Regions from separate parts of the Mus musculus genome. Here regions 2 and 3 are each linked to region 1. A link is a contact called in public promoter capture Hi-C data. All regions are on one chromosome and are shown on one strand. The core of a region is the stretch at or near the end of the contact, and the rest is flanking DNA. Distances in the headings are between cores, read along the strand shown. Region 1 holds the start of Nt5dc2 (5'-nucleotidase domain containing 2). Region 2 overlaps Gm35907 (a long non-coding RNA gene). Region 3 holds the start of Hacl1 (2-hydroxyacyl-CoA lyase 1).

Region 1 (3,119 bases), core at 82-2,581:
AAAAAAAAAAAAAAACAGAATTAAATGACAGATTGCAGCGAGGAGGCCTGGTGGGCCCATGCCAAGGTATGCCCCTGAGAAATTATGCTGTGCAACAAATCTGGTATGAAAGGAGTTTATTGGGGAAGGAATAGAGGCAGTGAGGGAACCATGAAGGCAGAGAAAGAGGGGGGGGGGTCATAAACAGCTGACTAAGCGCAGCCTGCCTGGAGGTACCTACTGGAGAAGCCACACACAGTGAACGCCTGGCACTTGGTGCCATTTCTCTTGGATCTGAGGACTGAAACTTGTAAAGTGTCATCCACTTGGAAGGAATCCACATGTGGCCAGGTCTTCACAGCCCACCTAGGTCAATGGACCTACAAGGGTCCACCCATAAGCCCACCCTTCGGCATCCATGACTACCCAGACCAGAATCTGATACACCCGATCCTCAGCATAGGTACAGGCAAACTACAAACGTACACATTACACACAACCTTAAACCCAACAGCCACGTGTGTTCAGTTGGGCAACTCACCACCAACAATGGACATTGGGCCCAGCCTTTCCTAGTGTACACCTGCAAGCTAAGAAAACAGAAGTGGATGGAATGAAAAGAATTTCATTGAGACAGCGCTTGAAAAAAACCATGGCAATTCAACTGGGGGCCTGCACCGTCTGGCCCATCCTTTTACAGCCGCCAAAACCTGGTGGCTGCAGTGATCCTGGCCCACAGCCAGAAGCGTATGCCCAGTAGATAGGCTCCTCATTTAAGTCGATCACCTGGGTTGGGTACCAGGCAATACAAAGAAAATGCTGCCTCAGCAGGCGTCAGCTGCCCATCAGGCCAAGTGGTCTTAGCCAGCTTGGGACTGGTACTGAAAGCAAGTAGAGCTCTTGTTGTCTTAGCGACCTCAGCTCCAGTGGAACGTGCAGTCAGTCAGAAACTGGGGCAGGGGCACGAGGCCCCGGGGCAGGAGAACTGGTCTGGAAAGAATAGGACAGAAGAGCAGGGGAGGGGCAAAAAGACCCTTGGGCAAAGGAAGAGCAGTACACTCGAGCGCTCTTGCTCCTCGGCCGTCCAGGATCTCGCGGAGACCCGGGGCTCTGCGACTTCCCGCTCAAGGGAGGAAAGGTACCGCCATCGCCACCGAGACGACCAAAGGGGGGCGCAGAGCCCCTGAGCCGAGCAGGGGACAAGGAGGCGGGGGTCGGAGCCCGCTCCGCCCCGTCCCGGAGACCTCCCGCCCCCTGGGCCGAGTGGTGCGTCCATTGGCCGGATGGGCTCCGCGCGCCTCCCCCATTGGCCGGCCGCCTTGAGAAGCACGCGGCCACGGTGGCGGGCGGGCAGTCGGAGAGCGGCGGGCAGGCGGGCCAGCGGACGGGCGGAGGGCGGCCGGGGCAGCGCGCAGGGGGCATGGCGGGTGCCGGACTGCGGGCGACAGCTAGGCGCTTGCTGCTGTGCAGAGGCCACAGCGGACCGCGGGCCGCCTCGTCCTCACCCTCCTGCCCTGGCTGCGGCCCGCCGGGTCCCGGAGCCCACTGCCCCAGCACCCCGCGCTCGGCGCCCGCAGACGGCGCGGACCTCAGCGCGCACTTATGGGCTCGTTACCAGGACATGCGGAGGCTGGTGCACGGTGGGTGACGCCGGGTGGGCAGTGAGCCGTAGGTCGTCAGACGAACGGTGCCCAACAGACGGCCAGGGCACCGACCGGGGTGAAGGACGCTTGGTGGGGCTCGCCGGGGTCCCAAAACCTGAGGGCTAAATGGCGTTTTAGAAAAGGCTCCATCGGGTTGTTAGGAGGTGTCTCTGCAGGACACCGCTACTCCTGGGGCGAGTGGGGCTTTTTGTCTTCTGGCGGCAGAAGCTTGGAATGCCTGGAGCGGCCGCTGCGCACGCGGCCCCCATGGTCTTGCTCCTGAGTCCAATCTGCGGGCAGTAGCGGTAGAACCCCTCCCAGTCCCTCGTTCTCCTCTGGCCCTTAGTTGCAGTGTGTGGACAAAGACTGACTGAGCCGTGTTCACAGATGGCACGACGTAAGGTGACACCAGACGGACACTGCAGGCACCTCTTGGCTTGTCTCTGGCGGTCTACTGCACTCTAAACACTCGGAGGAACAGAAAAGTTACTGTAGCCCCCCCCCCCCCCCTGCAATCCCTCGGGAGTTGCTATATCTCAGATAGAACTGCACAAGGCACTTAACCCTCTCCTAATCATTCCCTTGGAATGGGCTGATGAGGCTGGAGATCTGAGCGCCGAACATCTGTCCATTGGTCTGGTGGGGCCCTGCCTCTTCAGCCGATAGATGTGGTCTGGGCTGTGACCCCTATCACTGCCCAGCAGGGTGGCCCTCGGCTTCACACCCTCTGAAGACCCTCAGTGTTCTGTCCCAGAATTTCGTTGATGACTCAGAAAGAACAAGGCCAAGCAGGAGCCTGGGGACCTTCTGCAGGAAGCCCCAGAGGTGAGGTGGCTTGCATTGTCTGATAAGACAGAGGAGCCCTGACAGGGAGGTTCCAGCTGTGACTGGACTAGGGTTTCCACTCCAGCTGTGAGGAGAGCTGGACGCTGGCCAGAGTTCACCTCTTGACGTGCTGCAGTCAGATTACTTGAGACCTCTCAAGAATGGTTGCTCTTAAGGATTGGGAATATTGCAGGGTGACCAGGATTATTTAAGAAGTCAACGTTCTGCCCCTAGTGTAGACCCTCTGAGTGGCCTGAGAAACCTACTTAGGATGTTTGGGGGAGGGGGACACTACTGAGAATATCCTTCAGGACTCTTCCTCATCTTCAGGCCCTTACATGCTCTGTGAGTTCTTGTGTGCAGGGTCACTTCCACTGCCATGCCAGGGTGAGCTAGCTTCATGCCTCTGACCCCTGACGCCTGCCCGCCCGCCCCCCAGGCTAGGTTTTAGGGCCAGGGCTAGTAACCCTTCAGAGAGCAGTGGAGAAGGGCTGTCACCTAAACTGCTTGGCCTCATGGGATGAGAAAGCTAGGCAAAGAAGAGTGATGAAAGCGGGCGGAGTGGCCTGAGTGTGCATCTCATTGGGTGCCGGGTACTGGGTGGTTTAACTGGGTGCCTTTACCAAGCTTAGTTCTCTGGGCACCGGAGGTGGCAGTGTGACTTCTTCATGG
Region 2 (3,577 bases), core at 127-2,626, 330 kb after region 1:
GCATGTATGTAAACCTTATGTGTGCAATGCCCATAGAGGCCAGGAGGGGGCGTCAGATCCTCTCGGCCTGGAGCTCCAGATGATTGTAAGGCTTCGTGTGGATGCTGGGAACTGCACCTGGGTCCTCTGGAAGAGCAACAAAGTGCTCATAACTGCTGAGCTATCACTCCAGCCTGGCCATAAACAATCTTGATCCTCCTGCCTCTACCTCACAAATGCTGCAACCACAGATATGTACCACTACACCTGTTTTGAAATGTTTATTTAAATTTTATTTTAATGAATGAATGAATGAAATTGACTGCATTTCAAGAAACTGAATCCAAGGCCCTGGACATGCTCGGCAAGTGCTCCACCACCAAGCTGCCTCCCTAGGCCTGAGCATGGAGTTCTGAGTTGAGCAGGGTGGACTTCAGTCCTAGCTCTTCTGTGCGCCACTGTGTATTATACCCAAAGGGAAACCATTCCTTTCTCAATACACTCATCCATTAAAAACAGGAGTGATCACATCAGCCTTCTAGGAAGCTGTGAGAAGTAACGGGGTGGCCCCAATAAAGAGCCAGCCATGATGAAGCTGGCAGAGGGGCCTCCCAGGGGAGGGTAAAGTCTGTACCATTTGCCTCAGGCTTTCCAGCTCCTATCCACCAAAGAATGGACCAGATCATAGGGATGGAGGGATGGACAGACAGATAAACAGGCAAGTGAATACATTCCTGAAATAGTAAAGGATGCAGGGTGTTTACATTATATAAAATTATCAAATAACTTACATGTGAAATTTAGTTCCAGAAGTCTATCTCATCCCTTTAATCTGGTAATATATAAAATCAGGTCGGGAGGGCTGGCTGTGGTGAAACATGCCAGTAATCCCAGCCTGCTGGTGGAGGCAGGATGATGCGTTCCAGATCAGTTTGGTCTATATAGCACACTCAGAGCCAGCATAGACTACAGAGAGATCTTGTCTCAAAAACATCAGTGTTAAAAATTCATAATATTGGAGTTGGTAATATTTAAAAGGGTGGCAGATGGCTTGAACGTGGTGTCAGAGTAGGTGGGTTGAACAGATTACAGAAGGTAATTGCGGGGGGGGGGGGTGATCATGGGTTAGCAGGGAAGGTGTGAAGAGAAATTGCCCTATAATTACTACGGTTTCAGAATAAATCTATAGAGTTTGGTTTTGGGGGAGTAAACAGTTTCTGGGTTGCAGTGACAGCTTCTGGCTGGAGGATCAAGCACAGCCTTGCATAGCAGATGGCTCTGTGCTGCCACTATCTCTAGCCTCCCTCCCACCTGCCAGCTAGGCTCCTGCCTCCATGCTTAGTCCATGATAGTCCATTCTCCCTCCTATAGCCACAATGGACTAGACCCCGTCAGAGCTGATGGCCCTTCCTGATGACCACTTCCTGTCTGATGACCCTTCCTGCTGACCACTTCCTGTTCACTGTCCATCATAAACATACTAAGTTCTCAGTGCCCACCAGCTCTGTGTGATATTCTGGCCTCCACCTTACTTCCCTGCAGCCACATTGGGCACCTAGTCTCCCGGCCTCGTGCCCATCTCCCCGGGAGATCTCTGTCTCTGCTTTTCCTCTGACTGACAAGTTTGCTCTTCCTCATATGGCTGGCTCTCCCTCGGTCTGGGTTATTTTCCCAGAATGCCCTTCCCTGGCTTCTCCCTTTCTCCAAACCACTCCTCCATTTGTTTAGGACCGTTTTGCTCATTGTCCTTCTCCAGGTAAAAGATGGGGCTACTGGCATCCACGTCTATGCTTCACTGCTCTTGTCCCCAGAAAGATATGGTCCTACTAGGTGCTGAATTATGATACAGGTGAGTACATGGAGGATGGACAAGCTCACACAGTGTGCTACCACCTTCTCACTGTGCTTTTCCCTGTGTGGGGAGACAGTGCTCCTCAAAGGTGGAGAACCATGGGGCAGGGAGGACAGAGCCCACGGGAAGGAAACACTCTTTTCCCGACAGCACGAGGCAACAGGCAGCAGCCTGCACAACAGTTTGTTCCCAGAAATTCTGTGTGTATTTTGAAACCTCCCAAAGAGTTGACAGGCATGGATCTGGGGTGTACCATATTGGTACAAATGCACATGCAAGGCGAACTGGGTTCAATCCCCAGTACCCTAAAAAATAAAGATACTGGGTAAACCTGGAAGGAGCTGCTGAGTCCATGCTCCCAGAATCCCATTCTAAGCCTAGAGAATGAATCTGGTCATCATCTATCGTTGACGTGACTTGTTGGGGTTCCTGTGCCCAGGGGTTACGCTCCCGTGCATAAGGACTGGTGGGATTCATGAGTGGGTAGCTAAAAAAAAAGGAACTTACTGGAAAGATATGGGAGGCTCGAAGGAGGAGGGCCTGGCTCAGAGAAGGGGGAGGGTAAAGAAAGGCTGTGTGTGTGATCCATGGGACACAGGAAGGCAGGCTAAGCATGCCAGCATGCAGGAGACCCACCCTTCGCTGCACACTTTAGGTGGAAGCCTTCCTTGCTCTCCCAGTCCTCTAGGGCAAGCTTGTCTGGAGTCAGTATCTGCCAACTGGGGGGAGCAGTGATTTCCCCTGCCCTCTCCTGCAGAAAAACCAAGAGGTCACACCCCCTGGTTGTCACTTGTCTGCAGCAGGCCTGATCTGAATCTAGTCCTGTCAGGACTGTGAGCAGAAAAGTGGCCCCACCGTGGCTGGCTGGTCCTGACCTGGTCACAAACATAGGGGATTGTTGGTGCAATGATGGTGCAACTGGTGGCCCTGGTTCCCCCACCCCGAGGCAATCAATTTAACATTGTGCATCTTTATGGACAAGCTGGACCAGTGGAATGTCTGCAGCTGGCTCCCACCTGCTTGAGGGACCCTACTGCCAGACCTGTCAAACTGGCTGAGGTCATGCTGAGAGTTTAAAACTGGCCCTGATGGGAGTGTTTACGCCACAGAAGTTGCCCAATGCCATATGTCAAACCTACTTGTTTTTCTTTCTCAGAGAACTAGTTATTAAACCAGTCCCCATGTGCATGAGAGCACGCATGCACATGCACATGTGCGTGCGCGCGCGCGCGCGCACACACACACACACACACACACACAATGTGCATTACCAGGACACACTGTGCTTGGTCTTACTGTATTACTTTTTAATCACTACTAGATTGTATCTTTAACCATGAGATTAATCTGTAGTGTGTTGTTTTAAGGTTCCACACTGGGCTGACAGTCTGTGGATTTTTCTTTTCTTCTCTTTTCTTTTTGATAGGTTTTTCCCTTTATTCATGAGATCGTAAAGAGACCAGGCCATAAACCTCCAGCTCTGTGAGTCCCATGACTTGAACAGGCCCCAAGGGGAGTGAGGGTCAAGTCTGTGACTAGCAGGAAAGTTCCCTTTTCTCTAAGCCACTCTGACTCTATCTTGAAACCAGCAACCAGTAATTGTGTCTATGATGTTATGGCTAAGAAATGAGTCTTGGGAAAGAGTAGACACAGTGGCAGTGTCCTGATTTTCTTTTATTCCACTAAGGGGGAGCCACACTGTTCCTTTAGCAGCATCTCCAATATTCTAATTCCCTTCTGGGCTCC
Region 3 (3,652 bases), core at 1,096-3,595, 510 kb after region 1:
TTAAGTTATACTGATGCAGCAAGGACAAGCCATCACCTCTATGAGCAATCTTTCCTGTCCCAGTGAGGACAGCCAGTCACACACTGTGTGTGACTACTCTCCCTTTTATGGATTCCTTTTTGAGGAGCTAAATTATTTCAGACTGTCTTTTTGTGTCTTACCCTCATTTCCCCCAACTCATCAACTTGGAGGTGAAAAATAAACCTTATATCTTCTTTATATCCCTCTCTTCTGCCGCGTATACAGTCCACATCATGCATACAGTACATACTTAGTGCATGTCTACTGCATGAAGAAGAAACAACGGGCAAACATACTCAAGAAAAATAGTAAAATACAGATCAGCACCTATCCTTTCTCATGCAGGTAAAAGAATAGAAGGTTATTCCACATAGGAAAACTGAGAGGTAAGGGTACAGCTCAGTGGCAGAGTGCTTGCTTTAGTGTGCACAAGGGCCTGGGTTCAATTCCCAGCACTGGAAAAAACAAAGAGGTAAGGGAATAAAAGTGTAAACAACACAAATTAATACCTACCAGTTTTCTGATTAAAAACACTCCCTATAACTTTCAAGCCTTATTGATAAAGGTCTTTCAATTAGCAAATAGTGTAGTACACACCTAGATTACATAGAGACCTCAAGTCAAGTCAGTACTGTGGGGATTTGAAAGCAAATGAGCCACACCCAATGGAACTCACATCGGATGGCAGAGAAAAGGGGTCAAGAGCGTGGATCAGGACAGCAGTGACGGCAGCAGAAGGGACAGCTGTGTGTGTGTGGGGGGGGGGTGTGAATCGTGTGTGCCACCCATGAAGGTCAGAAGAAATCGTTAGATCCTTTGGAACCAGAGTTATGGGAGGTCGGGAGCCACCACGTGGATGCCAGAAATCAAATCCTGGTCTCTGAAAGAGCAACAAGTACTATGAACTGCTGAGCTAAGTCTTCAGCCCCAATTCTTAATCTTTTAAATTATTTGTGTGTGTGTGTGTGTGTGTGTGTGAGAGAGAGAGAGAGAGAGAGACAGAGAGACAGAGAGACAGAGAGACAGAGAGACAGAGAGAGAGAGCGCCTGTCTGTGTGTGTGTGTAGGTCCAAAACAATTTAACTCAGCCTGTGTGTGTGTGTGTAGGTCCAAGGACAACATGAATCATAAATCAGAAACCGCCTTCATTTTTCCATACAGGCCCTGGAGATTACACTCAGGTTATGAGGTTACGTGGCTTTGTAGAACTTCACTGAACCACTTCATCTGCACCAGATACTTGATATTTTTGCCTGGATTGCTAAGAGAGGGTAATCCTGGGCTGCCAGAGAAAATACTTTAAGTGGGTTCATAAAATGTCCTTTGGTTTTCCCTCTCCCAGGTAAGACCCCAAAGGAGGGAGGCATAATGCTGAGGGAAAGCACCAAACTGGGGTTTGAGAGCCCTGAGTTCCAATGACGGCACTGCCGTCTATAATGTCTTCCACTTTATGTTGCATGAGTCCTGGCCTTCAATCACTAATCACTCTCTGACACCTGTCATGTACAGGAACTACATCAGATGCTGGCAATACACTTACCTAGCGATGAATCAATATGCCTTCTCTGCTAGAACTAACAGTCTAGTAGTGAAGTAAGACTACCCCTTTCGATTCTGATATTTGGATGTGGCAGAGTACACTACGGTAGAAAGGTATAAGCATAGCTCCAAACTCAGAATACCTGAGTTCAAATGCCACTACCAAATGACTCGCGTTGGGCAAGTTTAACTTAGTCTCTCTCTTCTCATTTTCCTGTCAAGGAGGATTAACAGTGGTACGTGCAATGCTTTAGAAACGATGGGACGCTGTGTGCATCGAATGGCTGCCATTTGGTCCCTGTGTCAAGACTCACCGCTTGCTCATTCCGCATCCCAATGTACTTGATGCCCAGTTCCTGGGCAGCAAGGGCGATTTCGGTCACGGGGATGCCTACGACACCGAACATGTACTCCACATCCTGAGGGTAGGAGGGAAAAGGGGCAACAAACAACTATCATCAGGTGACCCAGCCTTCTTGCCCTCCCGGGGGGTCCAAAGGAAAGACCTACAGGACCCCCGCCCCCGCCTCCTTGCCCTCCGTCTCTAGGACAACGCGAGGTCCCCGTCTGCTTCTGTAGAGCCTTTCACACCCGAGGGATCCATCGTACTTGAGTTTTTAGAGCCTGGGCGATGACTTTAGCACCAGACACCTGCTCCTCGCTTCTGTCGCTACCCTCTGCGGAGTTACTTTCTGGCATCTTCCACCTAAAGTTACTTCAAGGCACTCTCGCAGCTCACAGCTTCACTAGCCTAAGAGTTGTTGTTGGTGACACCCGCTTCTGACAGACAGGAGGGCAGCCCAACGGATTTAAGCAAAGGGGAGAAGGGGCGGGACAAGAAGTCAGTCCTTGGTGAGGCGATCATGTAAGCACGCCCATTCTCCAGTCAGTCTTTTCCGGACTCCGCCATCAGCAGGAGGCGGGACGAGCCGGAGGCCGCGTCCTATGCGAAGCAGGTAAGAAACCCAATCTCTGAGGATGCTCGCCTTGGTTTTGTCCTCCACTAGGGTAGCGATACAGCTCAGTCCGGTATGGAGGGGATGGCACATCTGGAGGGTGACTGCAGAGACCAGGCGAGGAGGGGGCGTGGCCCCACCGCGCCTCCCCGCCCTCGCCGGGGCTTCCCGCTGATTGGAGGCAAGCTACGCAAAGGCTGCTGGGACGCGGGTAACTTGGAGAGTGTAAAGTTGGAAAAAAAACAGGCTTTTGGGTACAGTGTCGTGCTCCTGTGCCCTCTGATTTTATAACTCTGTGGTTTTGCACCCCACATCATGTGCACGTTCCAGAAGTCTGTGAGCAGAGGTGTATTCTTAATCAGAGATGACACCAAAATTGCTCAAGAGATAAACTTATTAACACCGTAGCTGCTCCTGCCCTCTGCCTGGTTTATATTTACTTATTTTGTTCCAGTTGGGTATCACTAAGGTCTGTTAGAGCCATTGCTTAATAATTAATGTATGATTGCTTAACTTTTACCAAAGTAATAGTGTTGGTTTTCTACTTACTGGTTCATGGATTAGCCTGCTTGACCCCTGGCATCGCGTGCTTTGTAGACATTAGTGGATTCTTGGCCCCTTAACACCGATTGCTTTCTCAGAATTACTGGCAGAACACTTTATGAAGGGCAAACTGGACCCTGATGGGAACAAATCACTGTGATTCAGATCGAATGGGCTTTTGTTTGTTTGTTTGTTGGTTGGTTGGTTGGTTGGTTTATATTTATTAAGGATCAGTCTTCAACTGGCCATTTTTGCCATTTGGCAAAGAGAAAACTCATTGAGCTGGTTATTGCCTTCGCCTAGCAGTTCAAGGTACAGCGGGCCTTGCTTCCCTTGCCTGTAGAGATTAAGCAGAAGTGACGTGACTGTCTTCCAAGTGCAAAGTCACTGCTGTTCCATCCAACTTCAGTGTAAGGATCCCAGGCGCTGTAATTTATACAGAGCACTCTGTGTGGACTTGGAATATGTTAATCATACTCCCTGTTATTTTTGTTGGCAGTATGCTTAAAATGTTATTTGTTATTTTGGTGAGATTTGGCATCGTAGCGCCAGATGTGGTGGCTCACATCTGTAATCCCAGCACTTGGAGGCAG

The links. Promoter capture Hi-C pulls out the DNA fragments that hold promoters and counts their contacts.
Region 2: a promoter capture Hi-C map of hippocampal neurons shows a contact between it and region 1, with 1.8 times the contacts expected there. The contact joins the enhancer-like site here to the promoter of Nt5dc2 in region 1. A contact is called at or near these places in 12 of 39 promoter capture datasets (the 3T3-L1 cell line, 3T3-L1-derived adipocytes, the C10 cell line and 7 more), 1 of 15 datasets of contacts at CTCF or cohesin (large pre-B cells), 1 of 484 Hi-C or Micro-C datasets (cerebellar granule neurons), 4 of 115 datasets of contacts at active chromatin or transcription factors (embryonic stem cells and large pre-B cells) and 3 of 9 other capture datasets (adipose tissue, embryonic stem cells and liver).
Region 3: a contact with region 1 is called in a promoter capture Hi-C map of pre-B cells, with 2.3 times the contacts expected there. The contact joins the promoter of Hacl1 here to the promoter of Nt5dc2 in region 1. A contact is called at or near these places in 6 of 39 promoter capture datasets (the C10 cell line, erythroid cells, hematopoietic stem and progenitor cells and 3 more), 1 of 484 Hi-C or Micro-C datasets (CD4 T cells) and 1 of 115 datasets of contacts at active chromatin or transcription factors (double positive thymocytes).

What each region holds. Positions count from the first base shown.
Region 1 is chr14:31,129,758-31,132,876 of GRCm38.p6, forward strand. It overlaps Nt5dc2 (5'-nucleotidase domain containing 2), which reads left to right and starts at 1,332. Exons shown (of 14, transcript NM_001374087.1): 1 at 1,332-1,619. The coding sequence starts at 1,400.
Region 2 is chr14:31,455,320-31,458,896 of GRCm38.p6, forward strand. Gm35907 (a long non-coding RNA gene) reads left to right here. Exons shown (of 4, transcript XR_383329.4): 2 at 1,736-1,828. It also overlaps the pseudogene Gm49252. Among named protein-coding and RNA genes, the nearest start is that of Sh3bp5, 21 kb to the left of the region's middle. Within about 2 kb of position 1,377, at least 4 of the 459 cell types and tissues checked have an H3K27ac peak or open chromatin away from gene starts, as enhancers often do. A contact at or near this core is called in hippocampal neurons, where this site is marked.
Region 3 is chr14:31,638,620-31,642,271 of GRCm38.p6, forward strand. It overlaps Hacl1 (2-hydroxyacyl-CoA lyase 1), which reads right to left and starts at 2,346. Exons shown (of 17, transcript NM_019975.3): 1 at 2,170-2,346; 2 at 1,875-1,979. The coding sequence starts at 2,259. It overlaps Btd (biotinidase), which reads left to right and starts at 2,438. Exons shown (of 4, transcript NM_025295.4): 1 at 2,438-2,516. The coding sequence starts at 2,506.